Linked DNA regions of Gossypium arboreum: all the other regions are linked to region 1. A link is a contact called in public Hi-C data. All regions are on one chromosome and are shown on one strand. The core of a region is the stretch at or near the end of the contact, and the rest is flanking DNA. Distances in the headings are between cores, read along the strand shown. Region 1 holds the start of LOC108486521 (T-complex protein 1 subunit eta). Region 2 holds the start of LOC108471168 (probable Histone-lysine N-methyltransferase ATXR5). Region 3 holds the start of LOC108486612 (cytochrome P450 CYP73A100-like).

Region 1 (4,071 bases), core at 998-3,497:
ATCTTCAACCCACATTCAAGTTAACTTCCCTCAATTTAATTTTTCATCGATAATGTCTTAGTATTTTAGTATGTTATAATGATTTTGAACTATTTGAATAAATGCAATGTGGGTTGTTATGTGAGGCTAGACTTTTAGACTGTTAATAAAGATTCTGAACATTGATTTGTGATTTTAGGGTGCTTGAGAATATTATTGATGATGCATGTTATGTTTAATCAAAGTTCAAGTGTTAAAAAGGCATGGAATATGGTTAAAAAGTGTTAAAAAGGCTAATTTTGGAAATTTTGGCATGTCTAAAATGACCAAATGAATTAATTCAAACATGTAGGAGCCTTATAAAATCATGATATGCTGATTTGGTAGGTAGTGTGAAGGATTGCAAGTTAAAGCTTGTATGCTAGCATGAATTGCGGATTTGAAATGCTAAATTATGCTATCGTGCATTATGGTATGTTTAAGCATGTTCTAAATGGTGTTTGTAAGAAATATGACTTTTTAGAAATGAGAAATAGGCCAAAATGCACGAAATGGTATGTTTGGGAGTGACCAAAGTTAGAAATTACAGGGCTATTTCTACAGAAATTGTAGGCGACGTCGCGACGACATTCGAATGTTATTGCGACAAGGGATTGGCATCAAGATGCCCTAAGTTCCATCGTCGAGACGAGGGGCCTCCTTAAGATCACATTGCGACGTAGTGATCGCGTCGTCACAACGTGACACTATTCGTTCATGGTTTGTTTTTTTACATTACAATTTAGTCCTAAGTTTCAAGTAATGCAATTGGATTCCAAAAAGGTTTTAAAATGTTTTGAAAATATACATACCTAAGATTTAGATGTATAATTTCATAAATTCAAAGATAATTTTGTAATATAGTTATTTCCAATATTTTTTCACTCTTTCAATTTGGTCCCTAAAACACTTGTTTTTAAAATTAACGGAGAATTGTCAATTGGATTTAATTGATTCTTTCAACAATGTTTCTAAAAAGATTCTAGAACTAAAATGTATTTCTAAGATTGTTGTTATATGTGTGTTCAAATACTAGATGTGAAATAATGATTTTGCCCTCACTACAATTTGAATGATTTATGTTAGTTAAAGCATGTAACTAAGTTTGTTTGTTTATTCATGATTATGTATGACCTAATTGCATGTTTATGACTTTCGTTATCGATCAGATAAGTAGGAAAAAATTATTTATGCGTGTAAATATTGTGATGTGTTTTGAGTCACCTCAGTGACTAATGTGACGTTTTAGATTCAGGTTAGATTGTCCCACCGGATTTGGGGCGCCACAATCTCTCGAAAAAAATCAAAGCAATTTAATCTCTGTCAATTTAGAAAGTGAGCAATTAAAGATAATTAATCATGACGTTAATTTTTTCCATCAATTGTACATGATTTTAAATAGTGTAATAACAAAAGTAACCATCAACGTTTATTCATTTCATCAATTTGGTCCTAATTTAACAATTTTATCCCGCAACATTTGTATAAATCTGTGAATGTTGAGGCTAAATTTGTTGTATTTTTAGAATTAAGTTCAAAATTCTAAATTTGTTATTATACGAAACAAATTTATGTACAATTGATGGAAGACATTTTCGACGTGATTAATTGTCCATACTTGCTCATTTCTGAAACTGACAAGGAATAAATTACTCCAAATTTTTTTGAGAGGCACTAATTTGATTAATTTTAAAATTGAGAGGGACTAGAAAAGTCTTTTTACCTAAAACAGGAAGGAACTATTTTACTCTCATCTAACATACAAAAATCAGTTTATCTTTTTTTAATAAATGGACTAAAAATATAAATTAAGATATAAATATAAGGCTTGATTTTGTGGTATTCTTTTACCGGAAGAGAGTCATTTGGAATTTTTGGGAAGAAGAAAGAAATGAGAAGAAGGACAAAAAGAAAAAAAGAAAAAGAAAAAAGAAGGAAATAATGTAATAAGGAAAGGAAGATGAAAGAATTTTAAGAACTTTTTAATTGCATATGACATGTGAAGTTATAATTGGTTCGAAAATTTTGTTCACGCATGTTAACTTTTTGAAGTTAATTGAGTAACCTAATATAATTTAGGTAAAAATGTATAATTTATATTTCAAGTCGTGGACTAAACCAAAATGGAAAGATATCCACTCATTCAAAAGAATTGAAAGGGTAGTTCTAGTAATTTCATAAATTCCGGGCCCAATGTGGAGTCCAATTTGAAATTAATTTCATTTCAGCCCTCCCATTCTCAAACTTACAACATAAACCCCTAGAATACCGAAGAAATACTTGCGAACAAAACCAGAACATTCTCCCTCACTCTCACGCTTTGCTCATTTCTTCCCCTAAAACCAGCAAGCAAAACCCTAGCAACAATGGCAGCCATGCTGGTAACTTTACACTCCTTCTCCCTCATTTCATACGTGCTTTTTGTTAGTATCTTGCATCTTCTTCTTTTTTTTTTTTGTGAACTGCTACTAATCTGTTTCTCTTTTTGTTTTCCCCTGTTCTCAGCAACCGCAAATCATTCTTTTAAAAGAAGGGACCGATACGTCCCAGGGCAAGGCGCAGCTAGTGAGCAACATAAACGCTTGCACCGCCGTCGCTGACGTGGTTAGAACAACCTTGGGTCCCAGGGGTATGGACAAGCTCATTCACGACGACAAGGGGAACGTCACCATTTCCAACGACGGGGCTACCATCATGAAGCTTCTCGATATTGTCCATCCCGCCGCAAAGATCCTCGTCGATATCGCCAAGTCTCAGGACTCCGAGGTCACCTTCTCCCTCCTTTCTATTTCTGGTTCCGGAACTTTTCTCAAATTTCAGTTAAAGTATGGTTTAATAGTTCCACGTTTTCCATTACCGAACTGAGATTTTAATTTTTTAGTCTGTTCGACGTAACTAATCTCGTAAATGAAATTGACGTTATCAAGATCCAGTATTTATTCATTGCATTTAGATGATTTAGAGAGCTTCTTTTTGGTGTGAGGTTTGCAGGTTGGTGATGGAACTACAACTGTTGTACTACTAGCAGGAGAGTTTTTAAAAGAGGCTAAGCCTTTTGTTGAGGATGGAGTCCACCCTCAAAATCTAATTCGGAGCTATCGAACTGCTTGCTATTTGGTGAGTTTGTGTGTTTTCCCCCTCTTATCATGGTTTAGATGTTGCTATGATCTTTATGCTTCTATTTTATGCTGCATGTTGTATTCAATGGACAGGCTATTGAGAAGATCAAAGAACTAGCTGTTAGCATAGAGGGCAAAAGTCTAGAAGAGAAGAAAAGCTTATTAGCTAAATGTGCTGCAACAACTCTCTCTTCGAAACTCATTGGCGGGGAAAAGGATTTCTTTGCATCAATGGTTGTGGATGCTGTTATCGCTATTGGCAATGATGATAGGTTGAATATGATTGGAATTAAGAAGGTAGACTCCTATTTTTGATGCCCCATTTTCAACCTTTTTAACCTATTCCTTTTTCTGATATTTGTACTGGATCTTCCAGAGAGTTCCCTATCCCATAAGTTAGACTATTATTTTCTATGTTTAGTTTTCAACCTTTTTAGCCTTTTTCCCCCTTTTCTGATATTTATGCTTTGATCTTTGAGGAAGGATCATATATTTTCTGATATCTGCAAAATGATACACTTTCAATCCAGTGCATGTTATATTGAACTATGTTACTGTTCTAGCTGAGTGTAGCACTAGACTGTTCTTTACACGTAGATTCTCATCCATTGATTTTTTACTATCATGTTAATCTAAGTTTTGCAGTGGTATCTTTAGGAAATGAGGCGGCATCAATTTTAGCCTATTCTTTTGGAGAACCTTGTATAAGGTCCAAAATCCGGGGAAGTTAACTTTTGGAGAAAAAAAAGTTAAAATTTGTGATAGCTTTTAGAACTGCACATTGGAAGGTAGCCTTCATATCAAAGGATAAGAAGGCTAGCTTGTAAAAATCCATATTACAATTAGGACACCATTTTATTTTAATGGGTTAATGTAACTTTTAGTCTGTGAACCTGGCAATTGGGTCCACTTTGGTACTGAACTTGGCAACTAG
Region 2 (4,071 bases), core at 854-3,353, 230 kb after region 1:
AACATAAAAATCTTGTTCTGCTTGTTAAATGTTCATTCCTTTTTAAGGTTACCTAGGTAGGAATCTAATCCTCACTTTTTACCTAACTACATTAACATAAAATTCACTGACAAGAGCAAAATTGCAATTTTGTGTTGAATGTCAAAAGGTGAGAAGGAAGAAGGATTGAGATAGTTGCAAGAGCAGTCCCAATTAAATAAGATGGGGGGAAAAGGAGAACTTTGAGCAACTGAACTTTCTAAAAACATCTTTGAGGTATAAGCAATTATAAGAAATTGAAATGAACATATAAGCCACCAAGTCAATGAACCATTGGATAATTTTACTTGGAAACCAAAATGTAAAGGGAACTCAAGGTCCTATGATCCAAGGGAAATTTGTGGAAAAGACTGTAGGAAGTGCTGATAGATGATACCCTCCTAAAACGTTTTTCCTTGATCCATTATATATATACTTTATATATTTGCACTCTATAAGTAAAATCAATTAAACATGGTACAAGATAAAGTGGTGATATATTGCAACTAGGTGTGTCTGGCATTTAATAGCGAAGTAACATAATAAAACTAGGTGATATTTTACCCACCTTATTTCAATAAATAATCCCTATATGCAGAATAGATGCCTATCATGCGTTTTAATTCAGACAGACACGCAGGCACAAAGATTGTATGAGTTTCTCTCGCACAAAAGCATTCACCATGTCAAATTATAACTTAAATATGAAAAAACATCATAAAGTGGGGAGGGTGGGGGCAAAGAACTAATGAATCAAACTGTGGAAACAAGTGATCACAATTATGAATGTTTTTGAGGCTTTGTAGTATAAGACCAGTGAGCAATAGTGCACCACGTACAGCTTTAAATTAACAATTACAATTATTTTTCACCTCTTACAAGTAGCTTTGGTTACATTATAGAAATATCAACAAGATAAAACTAAGACGAATCAAATGTCAATAATCAATAACTAATACTAGAATAATAGTTTTAAGAGTTCTGCTTTTAACCAATTTCACATATTATATGAAGACAGGTTCAACATTCATCATTTTCAGCAATGTTTGCAGGTTCCAAATCAGCCCTACATTTTTTACCATTAATCTATTTTAAATCTCAGCAAATTTCTCCTTCCCTTAATTTTCATGATTATACTAATTTCCAATCTAAATTTTGCATGAATCCTGAAACAAGGTGAGAATTTTATGAATGCGCTTCAAATATAGTAGGCCATTCCCAAATCAACAGGAATTCAACACGAAACACTAAAAGGCCAAGATAAATATAACAGAAAATCGTAACAACAATTTTTTTACCTTGATTCAAATTGCATTTCTTTTTCCCATCACCACTCTTCTGAATCTTGAAGAAATCAATTATCCTTTTCTGCGAAAAAGCTAAAAAGGAAATAAAACACATTTATTATAAAAAAAAAAATTGAAAACAGAATGGAGAAAGAGGTCAACCAAACAAAATAAAAATAAAAAGGTAAGATAAAAAAGAAATCCCTACTTCTTACTCGCCTATGGCCAGAGCATTTGGGGCAAAGCCAGGATCCAATAGGAATACGAACCACGATTGGTCTAAGGCATCTCATGTGGAAGCCTTTATCGCATTTATCACAAAGGAGAAGCTCTCCGGGACGTTCACCGGAGCCACATTGTTCGCAGATGATGTCGCTGTAGTCAGCTCGCTCCACCACAGCGTATTTCGCACGCGCCATTATCTCAGACATTGGTCTCAGCTTCTTCGGCGGCGTGGAAGGAGACGGACGCCGTCGAGGTGCCTCGGTTCGGCGGCGGGAGCTGACAAGACGCCGAGCCCCCGCCATGATGGTGGCTGGAGCCATATTTGGAGTGATCGGTGGAAGTAATGGAAGTTTGGAGAATGGAAATGGAATTTGTGTGTTTCTGGTCTCGCGGGGAAATCACAAACGGAGAAGACAAAGAGAAGTTTGTTTTTTTAGTGCTAACGTGCGCCGCGTGAGCGCATGGGAATTCAACATGCGCATACAATCGAAGAGCCTGTTTTTTTTTCCCCTTTATTTTCTTTCCTTTTCTGGACAGAGTCAAACTTTTCATAGCGTACGGTTGCAACTTGCACGGTGTCAAAAGAAAAAACAAATTTTAATAAAAAAAATTTAAATAGTAAATGTGTTAGCATTTTTACCATTATTGTGTTTTCTTAAAAAAAAATTCAAAATAATATTTGTGTTTTGAAATAAAGAATAAAGAGTAAAAAAAAATTTATTCTTACTAATTTAGCACTCCTCTATCTGCTGTTTCTAGCAGGTTGTTGTGTTTTTAGATTTTCTTTGTTTTTAGTGATTCTTTATCGGTGGTTTTGTTGACGGTATTGATTTTGGTTTAAATTCTTCTTTTCATTTCTACATTTCGGTTGCTTTTGATTTTTTGAATTATGGAAAGAAAGTTGGCAAATCTATCATTGGATGATGAGGAAGACAAAATATTGCAGGCACAGATTGATCCTCATTCTGTATTTGTGGAAATTGATCTCTGTCTGGTTGGGTGTTTTCTAACGCCAAGTGTTATACATTTCCCAGCGTTGAGAAGTACAATGGAAATTTTATAGCATCAGAAAATGTTTTTATTCAATTTTTTTCATAAGATGGATCTAGAGAGAGTACTAAAGGGATCTCCGTGGACTTTTAATAACCATGTTTTGATGCTACATTGGCCGGAGAAGAAGGAAGATCCGCTAAAGGTGCCATTAATCTTTGCGTGTTTCTGGGTACAAATTCATGAAGTGCCGCCAAGTTTTTATATTGAGACTTTAGCACACCAAATTGAGGGTTTTCTTGGGAATTTTTTGGAGTTCGACGGCACCAATCTGGGAAAGGGTTTGTGTACTTATTTGCATGTAAGGGAACAATTGGATGTTAGGAGACCTTTGAAAATGAAGAATAAAGTTATGTTTTCAGTTGTGGCTTGTTCCTATGTTAGTTTTAAATACGAACGATTGACCCTATTTTGTTTTTTCTATGGGCGATTAGGGCACAGTGATTCTTTCTGTCAGGCTAAAATGGCACTAGGGTTTGATGTAGCTGAGATGGGTTGGGATTTATCATTGCGAGCCCAATCTAGAAGAGCCCTTGCATTAGCAGTGTATGGCTACGAAAAGATAGGAAAAGGGTAAAGAAGGGGAACATTTTTGTAGATTGTGACTTGGGTAGGCACATTAGTCCTATGTTAGGAGTAAATCTGGAAGGGGATCTGAATCTCGTATCTTGTTTTGATGCAGGTCATAAAAAATAAATGAATAGATGGATATGGAGCATGACTCGGAGGAGAGCATGGTTGAAAGGGGTGATGGGAAAAAGAGACCAGGAAGAGAGGGTGACAAATTTGTTGATGGGGATGAATTGGAATCTCTTGTTGTTAGGAGTAGGAAGGTGTTGGGAAGTAGCCATATTACATCAGCAGATGCCAAGGGGTAAGCCGAATGGTCGCAATGAAAACATTCTATTGGAACGTTCGCAGTTTGGGGAGGCCACGGGCTGTTAGGAGACTTCGACATATGCTAAAGGTGTATAATCCCCAAATTGTCTTCTTAATGGAGACTAAATTAAATTCTAGAAAAATGGAGAATGTTTGCAGGAGGTGTGGTTTTTTAAATGGGATTGATGTTGCAGCTGATGGTTCTCGAGGGGGTTTAAGTCTAGCTTGGAGAAGAAATTCCACGATCATTTTGAGGAGTTTCTCAAAATACCATATTGATATTGAATTTAAGGAGGGTGATGAGGGTAATAAGTGGAGATTTAAGAGTTTTTATGGGGCTTCAGATTCGCGTCATAGGGATGACACATGGAACTTACTTAGGACTTTAGGTCAATCCTTTGGTTTGTGGAAGGTAATTTTAATGAGATTTTTTCTCCTCTGAAAAAAAGGGGCTACCTAGGGAGCAAATGTGAATGGAGGCTTTCAAAGAGGTTCTTAGTGATTGTCAATGTAACAACCTATTTTTCAGTGGTGTCGGAAATAGTGGTTTTGAGGCCACCAAATTCGACAAGTAACTTCGTAAATATTATTATTTAATATTTACGAGTTAAAT
Region 3 (4,071 bases), core at 894-3,393, 140 kb before region 1:
ATTTAGCTATGGGATAAAAATATAAGATACTGTAAATGTATGACACATCATATTGGTGCAGATACAACTGGACATGAATATGATACCATCTGATAAAACTTAAAGGACAATGGAAATTAAAGATTTAGGACAGTTTTTAAACTTGGGTTCAATGGAGGATCGTCCATCTTTGTATTTGAAAAGTGTACACACAAAAACAACTGCGTCATTGAGAAAAATTAGAATAGTACAAATTATATTACCTTACACATATTATTGCTGAGATCATCAAAAATAAAAACATTGCTGAGAAAAAAATTTACCTTTACACATAACACACACAGCAAAATAAGACAGGTTAAAATTTTTGTATAAGATAAAATAAATTTGGAATTTTTTTGTTTCTTACATATCTTATTCAAAACAAACATAGAACAACACGTAATGTTAAATGAGAAATGATTATTTTCTTATTGTTCAATAGTTGCAGAAAAATATGAAAATGAAAAATTTAGTGGCAAGATTAATGGGCAATGAGGCAGAAGGCAACGGTTGAGTGGTTGGCAATGTGCAAGCTGAATTGCCCTCCTTTTTCAGTCACATCGATTTGGTGGGTTCCCGAGGGAGGTTTTAGTTCAAAATTGGTGACCAACTTGGCTATGACAAGCCCCAGTATTGGGAGTGCGAGGATGATTCCAGGGCAGCTGCGCCTTCCCACACCGAATGGCAGGAATCTGAAATCAACTTTCCCACCAGCCACGGCGGCGTCTGTGCCATGTTCTTTTTCCAGGAACCGCTCTGGCCTGAATTCCTCAGGGTTTTTCCACCACTTGGGATTGTTGGCCAACCACAAGGCATTTAATACCACCTTGGACTCCCTAGGTATGGTGAACCCTCCAAGCTTTGCTTCTTCAAGGTTCATGTGAGGGACCAACAATGGGATTGGGGTGTGCAACCTTAATGTCTCTTTCACTGTGGCCTGCAAGTAGGGCAGTTTATGGAGGTTGGATTCTTTCACAGCCTCTCCGTTGAGGACTCGGGAGATTTCTTGGCGGATCCTGTGCTGAACGTGGGGATGGTTCACCAGCTCAGCTATGGCCCACTCCATGGACCACAGTGTGGTTTCGATTGCTGCAACGTTGATGTTTTCAACAATGTAGAGCACATTTTCTTCGCTAATCTCTCCCTTCATTTGAGCATCTATAATGTGATCAATGGCACAGCTTATCTTGTGCTTGTCCCCCTCAGCAGCCATTATTTCCCTTCTTTTCTCAACATAATAGTTGTTGAAGAAGGCCAGCCTCCTGGTCTGCAAGTCCCTGCACTTGTTCAAGTACCCTCTCAATAAGGGTCGTAGCAATGGAATGAAGTCACCATAATTGTATTCAAAACTCTGAGCCAAGCGGCTTCTCTCCGAGTTGAACCTGGTTGCCTCAATGAACAAGGGGTCTTCCTGAGACTCAAACTTGGAATCAAACATCATCCTATACATGATATTATAAAGCATCAGCTGCAAACGTTTTCTGATAACAATCCCTTTGCTTTTCACATTCTCATCTTTCTTCAAATAATTAACCTCCAGATCCATTTCTTCTTCCCACATGTTACTGTAATTGTGCACAACTTTGTTGGTGAAAAATGGCAGTGTCATGATCCTGCCCATTTTGCGCCAATGATCACCGTAAACCGTAAACACCATGTCCTGTCCGTTGCCCGTGAAGATGTCGAAAACCACGTTGCGTGGCCTGGAACCGAACTCCACACCTTGTGTGTGCAACACCTGGATGGCTAGCTCAGCGTCTGAGACCACTACAAGGTTTTTAGAGCCGAGTTTTAGAAGGAAAACTGGACCGTAGGTTTGTTCCATAGAAGCTAGAAGGCGGTGATTAAGGTCATTCCCTACTTTGATTCCAATTTCCAAATATTGGAAACGGGAAAGGGCCTGGAGGAAGAGCAGTGGAAGACTTGAAAAAGAAGTAATAGATAATAGCAAGTGGCACAAGGTGAGTGAGAATTTTATGTAGAGCTGAGGGTACAATATTTTGGTGAGTGCAAGAATAAGTAGGGAGAGAGTTGTGACCAGAATTGGTTTGTTACAAGAATGATGCTGAGGCAGAGCCATGTTTAAAGATGGGAAGAAAGTGAGATGAACTGATGAGAAGGGCTTGGCAATGGGATACAAACTATATGCATATATATTCATACATGCATAAAATGTTAGTGGATGAAGTTTGGTAGGAGGTTTGGTGGGTGCCCAATGGTTTTGTAGAGAATCCATGGGCTCTATTTTTCAGAATCAAGGTAGAAAGGCAGGGAAGGGGTAGGGGATATTTTCAAAGTCAAGATTGTTTTTAGTTGGTTGGTGGAGGGAGGGCGTTCAACGTCATGTTCCTATATTATAAATTTATGAATCAACTAAAATAAGATTCTCCTTTAATCAAGCTGCGGATTTCATGTCTAAATGGAGGTGTTACTCGGGTTTTAATGTACAAGTGGTAACCAATTCTCCTGCTGGTAATTCTGCGCTTCTACTGTCTGATGCTGAAGGGGTCATGTTTGATAGGATTTAGTGCCTGAAACCGTCTTAGATTTTAACGTTCGGCCTCCTCTTTACTCCAAAACTTTCTGTCAAATTCTGCTATCTACACTTCACATAATTTATAAATTTAACATTTAATTTTATACTTTTTGAATTATGAATTAAATCTTATATTTTTCAATTTTTGTCCTGATCAAACAATACATTTAAATTTACTTGGTTAAATTCTGCTATTAAGTATTATACATAAAATTATAAATTTAATCCATATTCTTTAGATTATTCTTAGTCGTTATATTTTTAAATTTTAAAATTTTAATCTTAATGCAAACAGCAATCAATAAATCTATTAACTAAATTTTTTGTAAATAATATATAAAAATAACAAACTAACACATGTGACAATATGTTTAATTTATCAAATTTTGAAAATAATAAAATTTAATAAATTTAACAACTTTCTTTCAATGAAAACTAAAATTCTAAAACTCAAAATACAATAAAAATGACCAAATTAAAGTTCGGATATTAAATCCACAACTTATATAAATGACAGGATTTGACCTAACCTATTATTACTCCCATAGTCTCTTCTTTTCTGCTACAACCATTCTCTCCATGAAACAAAGATTCAACAAAGTCTTTACGGCATAAGTTCATAACGAAAATCTGATCAGACAAGTTTGAAGCTAGTTAGTTTTAATTCCACAAATTCAGATATAATTAAATATAATCGGTTTTTAGGACAAATGACACGGTGTTCCTAACTCAAACAACACTGAACATGACACTTGAACCAGGTTGGGGTTAATAGACTGTAAAATCGTGTACCAAAAAGTGACTGTAAAAACACTACTCCATGACCTATTTCCTTTTATTAAGAACCTTTTTCATTTCTTCAACCTTCTTCAGAAGGTTAGATATCATCTTATCCTGCAACACAATTTTAGCATCTTTCTCCTGCAGTTCTTGCTTCAATCGTTCTATCTCTTTTAAGTGATCATCAAGTTCACTGTTATCTTCCATAACATTCTCCGCGGTTTTCACATCTGTCTTCAGCTTTTTGGATTGAATCGATTTCTCCTTGCCCTCGAATGCTCTTTTATTCGACAAAACTTCACAGTGTGAATCTTCCTGTGCCATTTTACGGATGTATAAACTAGCAGTTGATCCATCGCCAAACTGAAAGCTAACAAGTTTCTGAGGTAGTCCATGTGAATCCTGAGACAAAAAAAAGGACCTACAGTTAGCACCTTATGAAAGACATAAAACAAGTTAATCTTATTAAGGCATTGAGAATCAAACATCTCCATTGCAATTAAAAACATCATAATTTTTAGTCATGGAATGAGAAATGATTATCGAAAAAGCATGAAGAAAATGCTATCATGAGAATGAAAAATGAGGAGTGTAGTAAAAGATACTTGCCTTTTCTTCATCGCCTTCCATATTTTCATATGCTTGGTTTGCTTCTTGAGGACTATTAAAGACAGCAATTGCAGAGTAATGGCGACCTTGAAGCTTTTTAGTTGGCTGCCGACAAACAAATTTCC

What was found. Hi-C and Micro-C count contacts between places; a contact is called where the count stands out from the background.
Region 2: a Hi-C map of leaf shows a contact between it and region 1, with 2.9 times the contacts expected there. The contact joins the promoter of LOC108471168 here to the promoter of LOC108486521 in region 1. A contact is called at or near these places in 2 of 5 Hi-C or Micro-C datasets (both in leaf).
Region 3: a contact with region 1 is called in a Hi-C map of leaf, with 2.5 times the contacts expected there. The contact joins the promoter of LOC108486612 here to the promoter of LOC108486521 in region 1. A contact is called at or near these places in 2 of 5 Hi-C or Micro-C datasets (both in leaf).

What each region holds. Positions count from the first base shown.
Region 1 is chr11:90,026,524-90,030,594 of ASM2569848v2, reverse strand. LOC108486521 (T-complex protein 1 subunit eta) reads left to right here and starts at 2,247. Exons shown (of 14, transcript XM_017790615.2): 1 at 2,247-2,399; 2 at 2,524-2,784; 3 at 3,010-3,135; 4 at 3,231-3,434. The coding sequence starts at 2,385.
Region 2 is chr11:89,795,527-89,799,597 of ASM2569848v2, reverse strand. It overlaps LOC108471168 (probable Histone-lysine N-methyltransferase ATXR5), which reads right to left and starts at 2,103. Exons shown (of 6, transcript XM_053021024.1): 1 at 1,520-2,103; 2 at 1,317-1,386. The coding sequence starts at 1,849.
Region 3 is chr11:90,170,300-90,174,370 of ASM2569848v2, reverse strand. LOC108486612 (cytochrome P450 CYP73A100-like) reads right to left here and starts at 2,143. Exons shown (of 3, transcript XM_053022035.1): 1 at 1,999-2,143; 2 at 1,890-1,996; 3 at 338-1,888. The coding sequence starts at 2,101. The coding sequence ends at 503. LOC108486613 (small RNA degrading nuclease 3) reads right to left here. Exons shown (of 12, transcript XM_017790752.2): 11 at 3,947-4,051; 12 at 2,959-3,739. The coding sequence ends at 3,383.